Regions from separate parts of the Mus musculus genome. Here region 2 is linked to region 1. A link is a contact called in public promoter capture Hi-C data. All regions are on one chromosome and are shown on one strand. The core of a region is the stretch at or near the end of the contact, and the rest is flanking DNA. Distances in the headings are between cores, read along the strand shown. Region 1 holds the start of Ptprh (protein tyrosine phosphatase, receptor type, H). Region 2 holds the start of Tmem190 (transmembrane protein 190).

The links. Promoter capture Hi-C pulls out the DNA fragments that hold promoters and counts their contacts.
Region 2: a contact with region 1 is called in a promoter capture Hi-C map of macrophages, with 8 read pairs. The contact joins the promoter of Tmem190 here to the promoter of Ptprh in region 1. A contact is called at or near these places in 16 of 39 promoter capture datasets (the 3T3-L1 cell line, 3T3-L1-derived adipocytes, the C10 cell line and 12 more), 3 of 484 Hi-C or Micro-C datasets (CD4 T cells, CD8 T cells and bone marrow-derived macrophages), 15 of 115 datasets of contacts at active chromatin or transcription factors (the 230-238 cell line, the SCID.adh cell line, bone marrow-derived macrophages and 10 more) and 4 of 9 other capture datasets (adipose tissue, liver, macrophages and 1 more).

Annotation. Positions count from the first base shown.
Region 1 is chr7:4,602,021-4,605,754 of GRCm38.p6, reverse strand. Ptprh (protein tyrosine phosphatase, receptor type, H) reads left to right here and starts at 1,714. Exons shown (of 20, transcript NM_207270.2): 1 at 1,714-1,968; 2 at 2,542-2,707; 3 at 3,399-3,432. The coding sequence starts at 2,657.
Region 2 is chr7:4,781,107-4,785,039 of GRCm38.p6, reverse strand. It overlaps Tmem190 (transmembrane protein 190), which reads right to left and starts at 2,100. Exons shown (of 5, transcript NM_030028.1): 1 at 2,000-2,100; 2 at 1,848-1,883; 3 at 1,197-1,322; 4 at 1,022-1,106; 5 at 699-936. The coding sequence starts at 2,057. The coding sequence ends at 741. Tmem238 (transmembrane protein 238) reads left to right here. Exons shown (of 2, transcript NM_029384.1): 2 at 1-255. It also overlaps a transcript of Il11 not described here.

The sequences.
Region 1 (3,734 bases), core at 465-2,964:
CGTGTGAAGCTCTGTCCTCTTCACATCGGTTCACAGGCGCGCCCATCATCATAGCCATTTATCACGTACCTAGGTAGTGAAAAAGCATTCTTTGAGGTAAGGTTCAGGCTCTCAAGAGGTGAGATTACAGCTGTAGGGCTTGGATGTACTGCAATAATTAATATTCCTTTTTTATTTTTTGAGACAGGTCCTCACCATATAGCCCAGGCTGGACTGGAACTGGCTATGTACACCAGGCTGGCCTCACCTCTTAATGGTGGAACAATCAGGAATGCCTTGTTGGGTTAGCTATGCAGATAACTGTATCCTCATATCCCAGGAGCTGTAGAAGAGAGGAGAGTTGGGATGGGGTAGGGTGGAAGTGCAGGTTAGGAAGTGACATCTGTCCTGGAGGCCAAAGTGCAACACTTGATTATGACCCCCTGAGCTTGATTCCTTCCTCCTCTGACTCAGGAACAATGTCCTGAGATGTTTTCAGCATGGGGCAATAAGTGGTAATTCCCTCCCCACCCTTCCCCCTTGTAACTCTCCTTGATTAAAGGGAGATTGTGAGAATGACGAAAAAGGGCAAACATTTATTGTGAACCAATATGTCATAATGGATGACACCATCCAAGATGGGCACCCGTGACTCTCACTTCCTACTTCTTACACTTTCAAGCTGTGCCTTCCAGTGCTGGAGAGGGAAAGGTATTAGTGGTAGGTGTGTGCCTTCTGGGACAGGGTTAGGAAAGACAGTGTCTACTCCTGTCACAGTGGCACCTGGAGGGAGTCAATTAGGCATTCATGATCTTTCAAGGCCATCCTGAGCTATCTGAGATGAAGTCTCAAGAAATACAACAGCCTGGTGTGGTTTGGCCTTCATTCTTAACACTCTAGGGGAAAAAAAATACTGAAGTAGAGGCAAGTGTAGATCTTTGTAAGTTCAAGGCCAGCCTAGTCTACGTAGTGAGTTTCAGGGCTAGACAGAGGTACAAAGTGAGACCCTGTCTCAAAAACTAAATGAAAATTATATCAGGGAATAAAATTCTGTTAGGTAGAATGCACAAGGCCCTGGGAAACAGTCAAATGGGAAGATTCCCCATCCAGACTCAAGTATATGAGGAGAGGTAACCAGCCATATGGCAGACATAGAATAGTATAAAAGGGTTAATTTAAGTTACAAACTAGTTAAGGAACAAGCCTAGCTAATAACGTAGGCATTCATTCATAAATAAATAATAAGCCTTCAAGTCATTATTCAGGAACTGGGGTGTGGGTGGAAAAGCCCTTGGTTACAGTTGCTTAGAATCCCAGATCCCTGGAGGCAGAGGCAGGAAGAGAGGAAGTTCAGTGAAGAGCATGGAGAGTTTGAGCCAGCCTAGGGTATAAGTCAGGGCCATACATCACCCAGGCTGGACTCTGACTCTTAGTCTTCCTCACTATTGGGATTACAGGTGTGATTACACACCTTGCTTTGATATGGAATTTATCAACCTTCTGCCTCAGCTCCTTAAATGCAGTGATAACAAGCATGAAACACCACACCCTGGTAAGGTTTTTCAGACAACCATTTCTCTCATTCTTCGAAGCTTGTTTACCGGTAGCTGTGACCATTTTTCATAGAGGAGAAATCTGAGTCACCATGGATTGAAGTCACCCTTTTTAAGGTCACAGAAACGCCCCGTGACAAGGGAGATATGCAAATGTAAATAGTCTACCAGGATAGACTACAACTCAGGGCTGCCTGGTGTGGACCCTGCCTGAGCTGAATCTCAGGGAAAGAACAGGAGAGAGGCCTTGCTAGAGGGCAGTGGGAGACTGCATCTGTGCTACAGAGAAAATATACAAAGGCCACGGGTTGAGGAACATGCAGGCGTCACCTGATGGAGCTGCAAAGGTCTACGGGAGACAGGAAAAGGAAACAGAATACAGAGCCCCCGTCAACTCAAGTGCTCCAGTAGGATATGAGGAGATACCGTTTTCAGGGTACCTGTGTGTGTGTGCGTATGCCTGTGCGTGTGTGTGTGTGTGTGTGCGTGTGTGTGTGTGTGTGTACATGTGTATGCATTTATGCATGCAAAATAAGTGTGCACGTACACTTGTGTCAAAGTGTATATGTGCTTATATGTGTGTTTAAGACAGGAGCTGATTCTAGCTTGTAATTTATAGTAATCCTGCCTCAGCTTCCCCTTAAGTATTACAGGTGTGAGTCACCACACCTGGCTATGGGTTGGCTATGATGTGTCCGCATTCCCTAAGACTGGACAGCCAGATGGACATTTGGCTCTATTTACATTTGGAAATCTGCATGGCACATTCACACACAATGGGAGCTGACCTCTGCCTACCTAGGGGATCTGAAGGTACCTAAGTGGAGATGAAGCTTCTGTGGTACAAAATGGAGTGTGCTGAGACTGAGGATTCCAGACTGGACAGAAGAAGATGTCCAGAATGTCTGTGTGGGGGGCCGAGAAGGAAAGGAAGGAGGCTAAGAGACAGGGCAGGGCCCAACTGGGTTCTCAGGCTTACAGCTCTTACTTCCTCCTCCGCCCATTGCAGCCTCAGCCTCTGGCCTCACCAATGGGCTGGCAAAAGGAAAATCTTAAGTCGAAAGTCCATCCAGTAGAGGTTGCAGAGCCGGGACTCCTGCATCCCCTGCGCAGTATCGGGACATATGGCCAGAGCTGGTGGGAACTGTGGGGTTTGGAGGAGCTTGGTGCTATTGGTAAGTTCTCTGCTCAGGGCTGAGCTGGGGTCCAAGGGAAGGAGGGAAGGAGAGAAAAGGCTAGAATCTACATTCCCAGAGATATGGGAGGAAGGTCTCTCAGCCAGAGACTTGAAGAAGCCAGGGAAGGCCATTACCTGGAGAAAAAAAGAACACTCTGCATTTCGAGGAATATAGACAAGCTTTCGTATACTGGTGTCTGGTATGAGAGTAAACATGGGACCAGGCTGCTCATATGCAAAGCCCAGCCCTCCTCCCGCAGACCCAGAGGCCCAAGCCCTAACTCTCTTCCCACAAACCCAAGGTGTCCAGCTCTGGCCCACCTCCTTCAGCCCATTTTCTTTGCCTCTTGTCTTCCCTCTTGGCCCATTGCTTCCTTCCCCCAATGCCTCTGGTTGTATTTTTCAGAAAGTGAAACTGCTCCTCTTATCTCTTGCCCTTATCAGGGAACCAACTTTGGCTCTGATTCCCTGGAATTCCACTTATGCCATGCATGACCGTCCTCCCAACTGAACAGAGCACCAGCGTTGGGGTGATCTTTATCATACCCCATCCCCATCCTCCTCTCCTTGGTCAAAGTTTAAGGAAAGGACAGAGATCAATCAAGAGAGTCTCAGTCAGTCCTGCTAGCTCCACCTCCCGAGTCTCACCTTACCTGAGCTAATTCTTGCCTACCTGGTTTTTTCTCTAGGGTTTGTATGGTTGTTCTGTGGTCAGGGCAGCTGGTGAGTAGCCCTACCTTTAACCTTGTCCTTGACAAAAGATGAGATCCTAGTTCCCCTGAATCTTATGGTTCACAGTGGGCCAGGGATAAGGGCAGTTTCTCAGGTTGGAGCTGGGTGGTGGTGGTGGTGGTGGAGCACAAGGTGGTGGGAGGGAGAATAATGAATGATCTATGCTTTTCTAATCTGGAAGCCCCGCTGTAATTCTCAGCTCCAAGCCCATTGAGAAACCCGAGGGCAGAGACTCAGACCAACACCTCCATCACCCTGAGGTGGGAGGTCCCTGATGGCACTGACCCTCAGAA
Region 2 (3,933 bases), core at 851-3,350, 180 kb before region 1:
GGATCTCCAGTGCATGCAGAGCCACCCACCCAGCCAGGCTTCCCTAGGGAAGTTTAGGTCTTCCAAGAACACACACAGGGGCACACTGAACTTGCAAGATATTTACTGCGGGTTGGTCCTGATATAGAAGATGGCATTGATGCAGGATGCCTGCAAGACGAGGAGGAGAGAGAGAGAGCTAACTGAACTGAATGTGGGCAGACTGAATCTGAGTGTAGACCACACACTTTCAAGAAAAGGTTTGGCAGTGGAGACTCTGGGAGCTCAAGCCCTTGGTGGATGTTTTGCACTTCTGTAGCCACTCAGGCATTGTGCTGAGGGGCAAGAGAACTTTGAGAGCTCGAGATTAGTCGGTCCACGGTGCTTCCTAAAGCAGCATGGCTTAGGACACGTTCCCATGGCTATGTGTGTCCCTAATACTCCAAATCCCCCTATTGGCAGCTCACTCCATTGTAGCCCCCTATACAAGCTCCCACACCAGAACCACCACCTCCAGTTCCTTCCTTGGTTTAGATCCACACTACTTATTCCCAGAACTCACTCCTAACAAACTCCTCTACACTAAGCTCACAGTCCCTAATCATACCCAGTGCCCACATCCAGTCCTCACCCCTTAATCTCCCTCAAAGTACACATGCACACTGTGCAAGGCTCCCATAGCGCTACCTGCTCCCCACGGATCTCAAAAAAGACACACATTTATATGCTATATCTGTATTAAGGGATCCTCCAGGGTTGCCCTATTCTTCACCTCCTGTGTCCTCCCCGGAAACTGCAGCTGCAGTTTCTACTTCGCCTCCTGGGGATTGGAGAACGGTAGTTGACTTGTTGGCCGATCGTCGGTCCTTAGACAGTGAGGAGACTGTCTTTGACAGTTTACTACATTTCCGATGTAGAAACCTTGGTAGGTGCAGCATGTCTTGGCGCCTGGCCCACCTGGTGGGGAGAGCATATGTTCAGCCTGAACCACCCACACCTTCTGTGGAGAACCATGCCTCCTGGCCTCCCCAGCCACACTCACCAGAAGAGACAGATACTGGTGATCAGGAAGAGTAGGCTGCCACAGGTCCAGCCCAGTGCCCACATATGCTTCCTCCGCATATTTTCTAGAAAAGGGGAGGAGGAAGCTCCAGGGATCCACCCTCTGGAGGAACCCTCACCCTCTGAAACATCCAGGCTGCAGTCAGGTCACTCACCATCTGGCCGCTGATGATAGCACACACCGTCCCGGTAGCAGCACCGCAGGCGTAGGCAGAGGTTGGGGTTCTCAATTGCTGCCTGACCCCCACAGCTCTCTCGGTCCCACACATCTCCCTCACAACCTAAGGGCCACCACAGTAGGTGCTAAGTAACAAAAGAACTGTCCCTGGAAGCTACAGGCACAAGAGTGCCAAGGCCAGGCTGTGGGGCTGCGGTACTGTGCATTTGGCAGTATTTAGAGGACCCAAGAGTCCAGACCCAGCCCTCCTCCCTCAGACTTAGGGGGTTCAGCTTCCAGCCCTCCTCCCACAAACCTAGACATTCCAACCCCAGCCCTCTTCCTTCAGAGAGTCGATTACACAAACCTTCTCCCTCAAGCTCAGGAGTCAAAGTTGCAGGCATCTCTCCAGACCCCAGACCCAAGGACCAAGGTCCAGCTCTTCTCCCTCAGACCGAGTCCAGGCTTCAGCCCTCCTTGAGTCCCAGAGGTTGAGTTCCTAGCCCTCCTTCCTCAGACCCAAGGGTCTACCCTCCAGCTCTTTTCCTTTGGACCCGGGGGTCAATCCCCCAGCCTCTCTCACACATCCTACAATCTTAATTTGGGATCCCCCCACCCCCAGGGCCCCAGGATTTTGGCTCTTACTTACTCCATGGGTAGAAAAATCCCTGGATTCCATTCGCATCTGTGGGAAAGAAAGGGTGATGTTGGGAGATTGTGTGGCAGCCAACGTGGTGGTCCTGTCCACAGCCCCCAGTGGCCCTGTCCATGGCCCCCTGATGTCCTCCTCAGTACCCTCACCTACTGAGCCCTGCATCAGCAGGAGAAGGCCCAAAGCTGAGATCCCAGACCCCACCATGTTACCTCCCCAGACCTCTGGGGCCTCTGCAAAGAAACCTAGCAACAGCTGGGCTCCGCCCCAAAAGCTTCAGCCCCAAAATTCTTAGTTCTGTTGCTAAGGGATCCCCTCAGCAAGGGGTTCACAAGAAGGGGTGACCTGGTCCCATCAATTCTATCTAGGAAGTAGCTCCTTACTTAGGAGAAGAGGTGGGTGGGCATTGGGAGATTTCAAATTTAGTGCCTTCTCAGCAAGGGAAGAGGACAAGAGAAAGCAGGACAACGCACAGGGCTGGAGAGGTCTCTCCATGTTCATCCGGGACCTGACAGGATAAGGATATGGGACTGGGGAAATCTTTGAGTTGCAGACTCCATTTCTTTCCTAACCCAATGTCCAAAGAGGCAGCCTCAAGAGACCCAAGTTCAGAAATCCTCATTGCTAGGGTATTTTTCCTTTTAGCAACCAGGAAAAAAGGGGGAAAAAAGGACCCTAGAATAGTGGGGTCTCACTGAGCCCCATTGTTAGAGAAGGGTTTCCTCAGCAACCAGATGAGAGGAGGAAGGGACAGTGAGGGCTGGTGCGTTGGCCTTGGGTTTCACATCACAGGCTTCAGCAGGCATCTGCTTTAGGGAACACAGACCAGGGGTGGGACTGACTGCGTGGCCCTGCTGAGACTGAGGTGTGGTCCCTGTTAGAGGCTGTGATGGTGACTCCTGCCAAAAGTTTCAGGTCCCCAAAGAGACTCAGCTTCCCTTTTGTTAATGAGGGAACACAAGCTAGAGCAACTCGAGTTGTCTTGTGTTTGTTTTACCCAAGATTGCCCTCCTAGCTTCCAGCCAGCCAGATTGGAGCTATGTCACTCTGGTTCCTCATTCACCTGAGCGCAGTATTCCCCTGGCATAGTGAGAAGTGTTCCTTGGTTCCTGATGGAGGTCCTGGATTGGCCCTGGGCTCATGGGATGGCTGGGGCACCCATGGCTTGGGTCAGAGGGGGTGAAGATGTCTGGAGAAGGGAATCCTTGAGACTGAAAACTGTGAGCCTAGAGGCTGAGGGAGGCAGGTTTTGGGAACGTGAGTCTGAGCAGGAAGAGCTGGGTCCTGAACTGAGGCTTTTAGGGGAAGAAGACCCAAGACTCTGGGATCTGAAGAAGGAAGGCTCTCGTGGTCTGAGGGAGGCGTGTTGGGGTCTAGACCCTTGATTCTGAGGAAGCCCGGGCCTATTTCAGATCTGGGGGGTGGAGGGAGGGTCTGGGGCCTGGATTGTCCCTTCCGTGGGAGGGAGGGGTCTGAACTCAGACCCCTGTTTCCCAAGAAGCTTAGGAGGGTGACTCTCTTTCATCCCTAGGTCCTACTGTAAACATCCTAGAGGGTGCTGAGTGGGCCCTGGGCTGTCTCCGTCAGAGATGACACAGGTCCGAGGGGGCTCGGCAGGGGGCCTGGGGGTGGGGGTCAGAGGGGTTGCTGGGCTGAGACTGGGCAGCTGCTGACCATTTCCTGTGTCAACACCATCTGGACCCACTTCCCAATTCCCTGGATTCCTCAGGGATCAAGGAGGGGGTGGAGGTGGAGCTGCCTGGCCCTGGACCGCTGCGGATTGGGATTGGGGGGGGGGGGTGCGCCGTCAAGGCCCTCACCGCTAATGACAGGTTTGGGCTGCCTCTGTGGCTGACCTGCCTCGTCACCCCCCAGAGGCCAGACAGGACCCCCCAGGGACAGACAGACGGACACACACAGCCTGGGATGTGCTGACATCATGCCCAGCCAGCACCAGCTCACCCCAGGGGCCAGCACACCATCAAGGAAGGCCCCCCCTGGCTAGATCCCCACATCCTAGGGACACCTCGTGATATGCTTCAGAGACCTTCTACCCTCTGCCTCTGTGTTTGAGTACTCAAGT